2 separate regions of the Rattus norvegicus genome follow, and region 2 is linked to region 1. Evidence: chromatin contacts called from public Hi-C data. All regions are on one chromosome and are shown on one strand. Each heading gives the region's core, a stretch centred on a gene start, on an enhancer-like site or on the middle of the called end of the contact. The rest is flanking DNA. Distances are from core to core; before and after follow the strand shown.

Evidence for each region. Hi-C and Micro-C count contacts between places; a contact is called where the count stands out from the background.
Region 2: a contact with region 1 is called in a Hi-C map of liver, with 5 times the contacts expected there. The contact joins two enhancer-like sites. A contact is called at or near these places in 9 of 12 Hi-C or Micro-C datasets (the A7r5 cell line, the Rat2 cell line, Schwann cells and 5 more).

Annotation. Positions count from the first base shown.
Region 1 is chr15:54,698,972-54,705,277 of GRCr8, reverse strand. No RefSeq gene overlaps it. Among named protein-coding and RNA genes, the nearest start is that of Rcbtb2, 32 kb to the left of the region's middle. Within about 2 kb of position 2,682, at least 8 of the 93 cell types and tissues checked have an H3K27ac peak or open chromatin away from gene starts, as enhancers often do. A contact at or near this core is called in liver, where this site is marked.
Region 2 is chr15:54,838,960-54,845,159 of GRCr8, reverse strand. All of the region lies in intron 17 of Rb1 (RB transcriptional corepressor 1), which reads left to right. Among named protein-coding and RNA genes, the nearest start is that of Lpar6, 16 kb to the right of the region's middle. Within about 2 kb of position 2,514, at least 13 of the 93 cell types and tissues checked have an H3K27ac peak or open chromatin away from gene starts, as enhancers often do. A contact at or near this core is called in liver, where this site is marked.

The sequences.
Region 1 (6,306 bases), core at 1,433-3,932:
CTTTCTCTGGTGTTTGCTATGAATGACCTTGAAGAACAAGGGAAGGGTCTTTGAAAAGGATAACTTTCCAGAGACCTCTTTCCTATCTGCTAGTGAGTGGGTAGACTATAAGCAGAGACCTCCTGAGCTAGCATGCTACTTAGGGCCTGAGAGCACTGACCATTCATCTGGTCTAGTAGAGCTTGAGGGAAGGACCACTCTTCACACTGCTCAGAGGGGATAAGAACGAAAGTCTCTTGCTTCTTTCTGGTCTAGGACAAGGACTCTCATGTTCTCTGACCTTCCAGGACACGAAGACAAGTTAAGGTATTAGTCTGTAAGCAAGTAGGGTTAAATGGGATCCTAAATCTTACAGGACAGCAAGTGCACCTCCTTTGTCTAGATGTTGAGTATCCTTCAGAACTGTGTATTTAATTTTCATATTCTCCAGTGGGCTAAATGCTCTGGGAAGGAAGGGATGTTGTATTTCCTAGGCCTTGAAAAGAGCTTGATAGGTTATGTTTTTCTCAAATATTTGTAGAGGACTGAGTAAATGGATACAGGCTGTTAGGAGATACAGAGTAAATTAGTATTCCAGGACGGAGGGTTTATAGGGCTTACAGGCTTGTCTCTAAGGGCAATGGTAGCTCCTTGCAATACTGGATCCTTCCTTCTAAGGGGTTTGTGAGGTCAGGAAAGAGAACAGACCAATGTGGGGACCATTACAACTTACCACAAATCGAAGAAGGCCCTGCCTTGCTCCACTTGTACATAGCACACCAGCGATGGAAGAAATCAAAACCCCACCTCTGGAGGTTGACTTTCTGGGGCCACAGAATGGGGATGAGAAGCTTAGCCAGGAAGCCTCCCAGCCAGAACCCTAGAGGAAGAGAAAGGGGGCATTTCTCAGTGTCCTCCTGGCCAGTGATGGAAGTCTTGAGGTCTGTGAACCAATCCCTGTCCTGCAGAATGAGATGTGTGACATCTCTGAATTTCTACTCCCTACAGCTGGGTCATCGCCTCTGCTACCAGAGATGACATGACACCTGCTCTGAGGGAAGTGGCTACTTGCCCTTAGAAGGGAAGATGGAGACTGGCTTGATTCTCTTCCCTGAAGGCTAGTTCTCCATTTGCTTGGCAGAGAGAGAGGTGAGCATATGTCAAAGATAGAAAGGCCTTTTAGCTAGTGTCTTCTCTGTTCTTCTCTTAACTCTTCCTTTCCTTATTCTGATGTCCAAATGGAAGCGTCAGCCCCAGCCATGGATACTGTGCTTACTGGGATTTTTAGTTATGAAGTAGATAGCAAGATGATGTAACATCTTTAGTTTTTGTTAAAAACTCCTCATTGGATGATAATGACAACGACGATTTGAATGAGAGCCTCACTATGGATTCCTCACTGGCTTGGAACTAGTCATCCTCCTGTCTCAGACTCCTGAGTGTTGAGATTCCAAGAATATGCCACTATGCTTGGCTAAGGGATATTTATTTATTTATTCTATTTTTTTTCTTAAGCTCAATACTCATTTATGGAACCACTTCTCTGGGACAGTTCCGGGAGGAGGAAGGAAAGGATTGGTTAAATCCAGGGCTTTTTTTGTTCAGCATATTTAGATTTGGTTCCGTCCAAAGCGTATCAGGAGTAAGGCTGCCCTGTGTGAGGAAATGGCACTGAGGCCAGACACTCCTTGCCCATCTGGCCCAGCCCAGCGATAGCCCGAGAGTTGCTCTCTGGAAGGGCCTGACACACCTGCTCACAGTGAGATTCCTTTGACTGAGGCAACACCCCATTTTCCAGAGCAAATTAGACAAGCACTCAAACGCCCTGGTCTGGGCAATTAACACCTTCAAGTTTAAACTCGCCTGCAGATAGCTTTGCCTGAAGAAGGGAGCAGACGTCTGGGTTCTGGGGAGCAGCGGGTGCCTTCCAGGGAGGCCGCACTGGAAAAGAGAAACTGGGCAGCTGCTAACAAAACTGATTCCCAGCTTTTCTTTAAACCAACCCCCCACCCCTGCTCTGTCTTTCTTTGATAGAGGGTTTCTGCAGCTCCCAGGGTGAGCCAGGGATTGTCTGTCTGGGTGGATCACCTGTTCTTTAAATACAAAGGTTGGGCCACTTATTCAGAGCCTGGCAATCATTAACCGTGAGGAAACCACGTGATTTTCCTAATGGCGTGGCACCAGATAGTCTCTGAACCCTATAAGCCCTGTAAAAAGCTGTAATCAGATGTGGGTGTTGGTGCTACTCCGGCATTTTGTGCCAACTAGTGCTAAAGTCCATTTCAGTTATAGATGGTGCCTCCTGGGGATAACTGAGCCCGGTGCCATCTGAGCCAGCTAGGCAGCAGGGCCTCAGGGAGGTGGGCGATCTGTGTTGGGAGTATTACAGACATGCATTTTCTTGTGTATTTAACCAGAAACGGTCCAGAGCTCAAAATAACATAGCTTTTTATCCATTTGACAGTTTTTGAACTGGTGCTGAATCTTGTTTTAGAAAGTGGACAGCAAAGTTAAAGACAAAAAACAAACCTATTGAGTGGGGGCAGGGGTATGGTGGATTTTGCCTTGGACAAACGTGATGCACACTTTCCGTTCTCCTTTTGAGGCTCCTCCCTTTTTCAGGTCTCGAGAGCTGACGTTTAGATTTATTCATGCTTAAATTTCCTTGGATATTGAAGGAGGAAAGTTGATGATCTCTTTGCAGGGATATGCTGCCCCCTGCAGAGCAAAACTAGAATCTCTACTTTAGCGGTTCGAAGAGGAGGCTGATGAGTATGAAAAGAATCAGAAAGCTCAATGTTCTTTAAGTTTTGCTCACTACTAGCTAAAATATTTTTGAATAAGCACGTTTCCCCTTGCACATCTCCTAGTTAACCATTGGCTTGTGCCACAGCTTTAAGTGCAAACGCCGACTCTCTCACATATGTTCTGTGTGTTAAGGCATCACAGATCTAGTCTCTAGAAACATCCTCTGTGGTGCTCACTGGATGGCTTCCCATCAACCTCTCCTTATGTCCTGGACTCCATCTTGATCCCAACTCTATGTGAATTTCCATTTCCTGTTCTTCTAAAAAAAATAATAATAGAGATGTCAGGTTTAGCAAATAAAAAGATAAAGAATTCTGGGTGAATGTGAATTTCAGATATAAAACAAATAATTTTAAGAATATACAGCACATGAGACTTATTTATGCCAGAAGATAGTTGTATTTCTGAAATGAAGTAGAATGATGCATCCTGTGTGTTGCCAGGCAACACCACACCACAGGGATGCAGATGCCCCGATTCTACACGAGAAGGTTTGCTCTTTCTATTTATCCCTTGCCTCAGGAAACATGGCTGTGTCGGAAACCATCTCCCTACTCTAAAAGGAACATCCACTTTTCCTCTACAAAAGTTATCAATGACATATACAAAACGCCCTTTTCATGAAACACCGTCCTGGTTTGTCTGATTACTGTAGCCATTGTCTTTCTATCTCTACCTCTTCATGGCCACCTGTTGCCCCTGGCCTCACATTCCTCAATAGCAGAAGGAACCTTTTATTTGAATGTTGGCACGTGAGGGGAGAACAGCTGTGCCCAAATCCTTCAGCTCTGTGGCTTGCAGACTGAATGCCCTGAGTTCACAATCTGACAGTAGAACAATCGCCCCGCCTACCCTGTTGCTAAGTGTCACTTCTGTAAATTAAAGATGACCCTCGAGTTTTGGATGAGCCATTTGGGTTGCCATGGTGACCTGTGGTTTGGGGGTCCTTTCAGCACAGCAGTAAAGGCTTCAGGTTTCACCCTCAGGGGCTTGTGCCTTGACTGCTGTCTCAGCTGCTTTCCTCCCTGTTCTTAGGTCCACAGAAAGGCATTTGTTTGGAGTTGGGTCAGTGTTCCATGTTTTGTCTAGTGGAAGCTGTTGTTGAGCTGCAAGCCAAGCTGATGCCTCGTTGAGGGAGGCAACAGGAGCAGACACAGTAGGATCTGGGCCACCAGAGAGGAGCATACTGGGCAATGAGGGTGGTGATTTAGTTTTTTTTTTTTTTAAGTGAAATAAAGTGCTAATTACTTGGGTGGTTACCAAGTATTAAAAATAACCAGAAGCCAACATGCGGTGGTAACTGGTAGACAGAGGGGCTCTAGACCTAAAAGATGAGGGGGGCAGAATTGGTCAGGTGGTCGTACACACAGGCTAAGCAAGAACACTGTAGAAACAGAATACCAATTCTATCAATGACTGTGGCCCTGACCCGGAAGAGCAAACACAGACCCAGTCCAATCCCAACTCCCCGCTATCTAAGGTCTCCAGTTACGATAGCCCTGTGGTACCAGCCCCAGCTTCCTCCTGTTGAGCCACCCAGACCTGGAGTGCCTTCATCTCTTCACCCTTCAGGTTTTCTCAGCCCCAGGTGAAAAACCCTCTTTTCCAGTTTAGTCTGCATGGAACCCCCTCTACCTGCCGGCCCCAGCCCTCGTCTTCTTTCTTTGTGGCTGTGAATGGCATGTGGGTGAGTCTGCATGCCTTTTCCCACCCAACATGCCGTACACAGACTAGCAGCCATAGCACCAACCTTTAAAAGCCCAGCTAGGGTGGGTAAGGGGACAGAAGACAAGCATAAGTAGTGGGTTAGGGTGATGTCTGTCTTAGTATTATATATACTTAAATAATATACAATATACAATATGTAATAACAGACATGTAATATGACATATTATGTACACATATTTATGTAGATATATGTTTACTCATTAAGATGCCCTCCATGTTGCTTGCTTGAAGTATATTCAACTCAGTCTACCCCCCACCCCTCTGTCCTCTGCATATCTTTCTGCCAAGCCTACACCTTCCTCCCTGAGATAACTTCTCTATGAGGTGGACAGTTTGGGGCCCACTCCTATTTGTATAGCAATCTCTTGATTCTTTCTTCCATACATTTTTGCAACAAGCCTTCTTGTCCTTTATGGGGGGGCGTTCCTCAGTATGTTCTAGTGTATGACTCGAGGAACCCAGAGGTGCAGTTGTGATTCCAAGTGTCTCAGACACTTAACTCAGTCCACTGCCTTGGAGCAGCACCTGTCCCAGTTGGCCATTGGGGTGGGTATTCAAACCATACTCTATGGACTGTTTTTTATTTTCTCCTTTACTTCAGAAAGCATCCCCTCACCCCAGAGATTTTTTCTCTCCTTTTAGCCCTTGGAGTGCTCTGCTCGCAGAGTGCATAGAAAGGTGGGAAGGAGGGTAGGAAAGTGGGAAGGAGACTCTCCACATTGGAATAAAGGAACAGAGCCTTCTTGTGCAGAATGTATCCTATCACAGAAAGAAAAGGGGTCGAGCTGTAGACAGCCTGATGCCAGATTTGTCCTCATCTGCAATCATCTGAAATCTTCCTTCCAAACAAGATGCACCAGGGCTTAGCTGCAAGCTTTCCCTGGAGGATTTGTCTAGGTGGCTTAGAGCCTTGATTAATTAATGAAAGACTGGGGTTCTATATGAATGCAAATGTCAATTTCCATTTCCCATCAAATCCCTCTCAGGCATAGCTTAAGGAAAAGGAGCTAGAATTCAAGGCTGTGGCTTCATTTGAATTTGGGTCCTGGGAGGCAGGGCTGAAGAAGACTCTGAGTGAATGCCACACTCACAGTTCAGCCTTGCTGCAGCAAAACGGAACTTCTAGAGGTGGAGCGCTGGCCTTTGGCACTGAGGTGGGTAACACAAGACTCTGGCAGCTACACAGCAATGCCAGAGAAGAATCTTTTGGGCAGAGAGGGATGATGAACTGAATATGTTGTAATCCTAACCTCCAAGTGACGGGGAGTAGAGAGTCTTCCTCCACCTTTCTGGGGGGTTGTGATAAGGTACCTGAAAAAGACTTATTTTGTCTCAGGGTTCAGAGCTGCCCAGGGTCACTTGGTCCCATCAGTTCTGGGCCTGGGCTGGGGCATAGTATTGTGGCAGGAAGGCCTTGGTCAACCACAGTTGTTAGGTAGTACAGCAGGCAGGTACCCAGCAGGCTGGAAGGTCAAGAGTGGGTCCTTTCCTCTCCAAAGTACCTTCAGCCTTCGCTTCCTGTGTCTCTGGTCACACGCTAACCTTAGGCAAAGGGGGGATATCACAATCACGCTCAGAATTTAGAAGGCCACATGGAAGGAGAGGACTGTGCCTCCTCAAGGCCTAAAACAACCTAGGAAGGGAGGAAGGCAGACGCAGCTGGGCTTTGTGGAAGTCCCTCAAAAGAAGGCCGTGTTCTCCTGGTAACACGTGCCTGTCTCATAGGTTTTATTTTTCTTTCTTTAGTTCTTTATAATCTACTCTCTTTCATGAGGTTTTAGCAAAAGAAGT
Region 2 (6,200 bases), core at 1,265-3,764, 140 kb before region 1:
GTCTCTCCAAGCTTTGGGACTGTTACTGAATACATACTATTCAACCTATCAGTTATTTTCTTCCTTCCTCCCTTCCCCCCTCCCTCCTTTTTCTATTTATTTCCAGATAGAGTCTCATTGTATAGCCCTGGATGGTCTACAACTCTATAGGTCAGGCTGACGTCAATCTCATGGAGATCCACCTCTTCCTCCAAAGTGTTGGGATTAAAAAAGCACACAAGACCACGGCAAACCCATTGGTTACCTTTTAGAGAAAGAGAGAAAGAATAAGATAAAAATAAAAATGTATTTTTATTTATTTACATGTTTTTTTGGTGTGTGTTCTTTATTTTTCATAGAGATTTAGATTTTCATCTGATTGATTTTCCTTTTGTCTCCAGGAACTTTTTGTTTGTTCATTCATTTAAATTTTCTGCATTCATGTCTATCTTTAAGGACTATTTCAACTTTTGTGTGGCTGGAAAAACAGGTCACTTCATGCTTGGAAGCTATTTGACTAAGCATAGAAATCTAGGTTACAGCTTTCTTTTCCTGTTTAAACAAGCTGCTACACTGTCTGGCTTGCCTCCTTTCTGAAATCACTGTGTGGTTGCTTCTCTGCTATAGAAGACTTTACTCTCTTTCTGGCTCCTTGTAAGATTTTCTTCCTATTGTTGGTTCTTACCAGTTTTCCTATAACATGCCTTTTTAATTTTCTTTGCTTTGGATATGTGAAAATGTAGGTTTTATCACATTTGGAAAATTGGGCCCTTATACATTAGGATTTTTAATTGACCTCTCTACCTTTTCTTTTGAGATTCCACTCTTTTCTACGTATGTTAAGTTGCTTGTGGTTGTCTCACACCTGACTGCTGCCACCCCCTCCTCTTTTAAAGGATGCTTGTCTCTTATAGTTCATTTTAAGTGGTTCCTAAAACTGTACCTTAAAGCTTTTTGGTATTTTTCTTCCGAAGAATCTAATCTGCTTTTCATTTCATGTGCATACTATATTTTCCAATTCTAGAAGTTCTTACTTAGATTCCTTTTACATCCCTTTAACAGATTCATGCTCCTTTGCCTTCTTGGATACATGGAACATAGGTATTATAACTTTTTAAAAATCTATCTGCTAACTCTTAATGCCTATTTCTTTTTAGATGTGTTTCTATTGACTGACACTCTACTTTCTAACAACCACTTGTTTTTTTGCCTCTTGGTAATATTTTACTAGATTTAAATATGTGAATTTTGCCTTACTGGTTCCTGGATATTTTCATATTCTTACTAATATTCTTGAGTTGTGCTTTGTTTGGGACACATTTAAATTGTAAGTAGTTTGATTGTTTTGTACTCTCTATCCCCAGCTTTCTCTTTTTCTTTCTTTCTTTTTTTTTTTTTTTTTTTTTGTTTCTTTCTTTCTGATTCCAGGAACTTTATCTTTATTCAAACAGCAGTCTTTATATCTAATTTTCCTCCACTATCCAAGAGATGATCTTTTAAGTGCTTTACCTACTGCTTATAGATGGATCATAAGCTTGTCTGCTGTGGCTAGTAGAAACCAGTTTGTACAACCGAGCCTCTGCTCCTCCAGGACTTCCTCTTTAGCACTGAGAAGCTAGCTGTCTCTTGGGTGTGGGCTGTTGTGCCCCAGCTGAAGTGGGTCTCCACAGGCCTCAGCTCTGTTTTGTTAATTCCCTCACCTCAGGGCTGTTTGTTGGGGACCAGTGGGTGTCTATTTCCATTTGTCCCTGTGTTTTGGTGGGGCGCTGCCTACATAGTCAGCTACAGCATGGCACCCACTGCACTGGAGTCGCTGTGGGTCCTCGTCCCCTTGTTCAGCATTTGAAAACTGTCACTTATTTTCTTCAGTTTTGTAGTTGTTTAAAACTACAAAATTTGGTTCTTGTTTCTTCACCAGGCCTGCCAGTTTTTAAATCTGTTAATTCTATATAAATGTGAAGTATACGTCCCTGAGGGTGATCTAGGACATTGTTTTTGTTTTCCTGCATTAAGTGAGTTGGTCTTGTGGGTGCTGTCCTGGAGTACTGCTTATTTTGTGGGGACACCAAAGTGCTACTAGTTCATTATTTCCTCTTAATTCACTTTAGAAAACCACGAGAAAGCTGTCTGTGTCTGTAAATACACATGACATGGTTGACTCAGAACTTTAGATTCTATTCAGTCACCAAACCAAGGAAGTTTGCTTACGCAGTAAATTTTGATTAGTGTGCTCTTAAGCATTAATTTTGATCAGGATACTCTTATGTGTAAAGGTTAAACAATTTTCTTGTCAGTTGTTTTCCCAGATATTTCACGAAGCACAGTATTACACACCAGCACTGTGGCAGTAGGTGATTCAGTCTGTTTGAGTCCTGATTTGGTAGCAAACTCATAAATAGATTTTTAAGATGCTTTGGTATCTTTTGAAAAGTCAAAGTTGACAGGAAGTGAACACAAAAGGGAGAAAAGCCTGCAACTCTGTAAAAGCCAAGAAAGGAGCCAAGGAAAGGGCCTGTATTGTCTGTTTCTGTGAATCATTAGCTCGGTGCACTCTGCACGAAGGTTGCGTGCGGGCATTGGCCATGAGACAATGTGCTGGCTTTTCTTTTCTAAGTTACAGTTTACAAAGAATTATGCCTTACAGGAAAACAATTGAATTGTAAAATAATGGTTATTTGATTTAGTAATTTTTAAAAATATGGGTTAAGACAATGAAACAATGCAGGCCATGTTGACAGTTACACAATAACCAGAGGACTAAATTGAAAATCTATCATGTGATTTTTTTATTTTTAAAACCAGTTTTTTTCTGAAGACATATCAAAGGCTTTAACCTTTCTTACCGTGATCCATTTTATCTTTAATACCACACTTCTATTTTCCACAATTAACTATTATAGCCCTGGGAGACTTGGGAGACTTGGCTTCAGTCAAAGTGAAAAATCTTTTATTTTGTTCAGAATACATTTTTGATATTGGCTGATAACAGGGTTCAGGACTATTCTAAGTTGTGTGTCTCTGACAAAACGAAGTGAGTACAAGTACATAGTTGCAGCAGAAGCAGTGTTTACTAAGAGGATGTTCATCTAAGAGCTGGAGGCAAGGGCTTGAAAGCAGACTGGAGCAGAGAGAAGGTAGAGGGAGTCAGTGCCCTGCAGTGTGTAAAGGTGGGGCCTTCTGTGTGACCGTGCGGTGGACATGGGCTCCTTTCATATAATGAGCTTTTCCATGCAGTCTTCATTACAGTGTGTTTTGCATGCAGTGTGGTATGTTGGCAGTCTGATGAGCACCTTTAATCTCCCCTAGAGGGGGAGGTTTAGTATTAACACGAGTCCCAGGTTACTGACACCTGGACTACTCTATGCCTTCCCACGATACTGGTTAGTTTTAGCTGGCCTTGATGGGTAGGAGGTCATTGCTACCTTGGCCTTTTCCCCTGTGTGCTTGGTGTGAGGCCTTCTGGGATTTCACCTTCTGCCTATTATTTTGTGTCAAATCTGCTTCTAAATTTTCCACTAGTTTTAAGTTTTTTCCAAACATTTTTCCCTTCAATGTAGTTCAATGCAGAGTGCCGAGATTTCTAGGAAAACACTTTTCTATGTCTCTCACATGTTTAATTATTTTAAATACCTGCGTTGTTGTTGTTGTTGTTGTTGTTGTTGTTGTAGTATCATAGTGGCCTTTCTAAAAAGGTATCTTTTATATGTCTCCCACCTTATACTTTAGTGCTAGTTAGTCTTTTAAGTTTCTTCAAACTGTAACTTCCTTTGCTTTACAGAAAAACAGTTATTTTGCAGTGGCTGGAATAGTTTGACTCTCATGGCACAGCCTTTCTTTCTAGCCTGTACCCCAGAGTTCTTTTATGTCTGAGGTATAGCACGTTTGTCTACTGAGGTGTCTGATGTAAGACATGGGACAGAGGACTTCAGTTTGAAGTCCTAGCTCTCCCATCTAAATGCTGGTGTCTTTTTCCTTCCTTTGTAAGTTGATACGTAACTTTTTTTGATTGTCTCTTTTATTTGATGGTTGATGGTGCTAGAATTTCCCTAGAGTCTTATGCTAAGAACATGTTTACCATTTGAGAAAAGTCAAGAGATTCAAGTCTGTCTGCTACAAATATATTGTTTTTAGAAATTTATTTAAAGGTTCAGAATTATTTGTCACTATTGGATGTGAATCCATATTTATTTGAATTACCTCATAATTTCTAAATGATTAAAGAGGTTTTTTTTTCTTTAAAAAAAGACAACATAGGTGTTCTTTATTTCCATTCTCCTTTCCACATATCAGCTATTTTGAAACAACTGTAATTGTCCAAGTGAAATAAATAAAACACAAGAAATAGCCCCAAGTCTCCAAGGAGCTTGTGATCTAGTAGAGAATTGTGGAGGTCAAAAGAACTGGAGTTATGGTTCATAGGTGCTAGGAACTGAACTGGGTTTTCCTTTTATTTTTTTTTAAAGATTTATTTTTATTTATTACATATAAGTACACTGTAGCTGTCTTCAGACACACCAGAAGAGGGCATCAGATCTCATTATAAATGGTTGTGAGCCACCATGTGGTTGCTGAAATTTGAACTCAGGATCTCTGGAAGAGCAGTCAGTGCTCTAAACCACTGAACCACCTCTCTAGCCCATGAACTGGGTTTTCTATAAGAACATTAAGTGCTCTAATCATTGAGCATTTCTCCAGCCCCAACTGTTATACATTTTAAAACACAACTTGTCCTCTTTTCCCACAAGTGGGAGCTTATTTCTCAGTGTTTTAGTATCTTACTGTTGATTGAATTTGGGGAGTCAAAATGAGCTCTGGAAGCTAAAAGGCTACCTGTCTCCTGCAATGTCACCTGTCTCTAATAAACAAGAACTAAGTAATAGTAAAATGCAGAGTGTGGCACATTGGAAAGAGGAACAAATGGAAGTCAAATCCATTTGTGGGTCCTGAAATGAGGTCCAAAAGGCATGTGCAACTCAGAATTCCTTAGCAAGGTGTGGGCCCACTCTTCAACGTGGCTCTGTTCTGCGGTTAAGTTGTCAGAACTATGTGAAAATACTTTCAGGAAATAAGTTTCTCCTCTTACAGGCACCAAGGATTCAGCCTTTCCCTTCCTTTAGTGTAGAATTCCTAAGACATTTTTAGTTTGAGATTGTTTCATTAGTTTGATAGTCAGAGAAAGGTATGAGTGTCTATCTTTAGAATCTTTTTCCAAGACAGTTAGTTACATTACCAACCTGTGAGAGTTGCCTTTAGAGCCAGGTATAGTGATGCATATTTAGGAAGACTGGGGCCGAGGATCTTTTTGAGTTCAAGGCCACCCTGGTCTACATAGTGAATTCTAGAACAGACAGAACTATACAGTGAGACCTCCATCCCTTAGAAAACAACAACAACAACAACAACAAAAACCAGAAAGAAAATGTAAAAGGAAGTTGCCTTTAGCTTGCTCTTCTAAGCAATAATTAAATAACTAATGGTGCAAACCCTTCATTCCCCAAGGTCTGCATCATAACTGCTTGAGAGCATATTTTTCAATGTTAAAAGCAGTTTTCTCAGTATGAATTGCAGTGTTCTATACAGAAATCTATACAGAAATCATCTAGAGATCTTTGAAAATGCATATTCTTCTCTGGAAGGTCTGGGTGGGTCAATCTTTTTTAAAATAAACTTTTTTTTATCTTTATTAACTTGAGTATTTCTTATTTACATTTCAATTGTTATTCCCCTTCCCAGTTTCCGGGCCAACATCCCCCAACCCCTCCCCCTCCCCTTCTATAGGGGCTTCCCCTCCCCATCCTCCCTCCATTACCACCCTCCCCCCAACAATCATGTTCAATGGGGGGTCAGGCTTGGCAGGACCAAGGGCTTCCCCTTCCACTGGTGCCCTTACTAGGCTATTCATTGCTACCTATGAGGTCAGAGTCCAGGGTCAGTCCATGTATAGTCTTTAGGTAGTGGCTTAGTCCCTGAAAGCTCTGGTTGCTTGGCATTGTTGTACATATGGGGTCTCGAGCCCCTTCAAGCTCTTCCAGTCCTTTCTCTGATTCCTTCAACGGGGGTCCTATTCTCAGTTCAGTGGTTTGCTGCTGGCATTCGCCTCTGTATTTGCTGTATTCTGGCTGTGTCTCTCAGGAGCGATCTACATCCGGCTCCTGTCAGTCTGCACTTCTTTGCTTCATCCATCTTATCTAATTGGGTGGCTGTATATGTATGGGCCACAT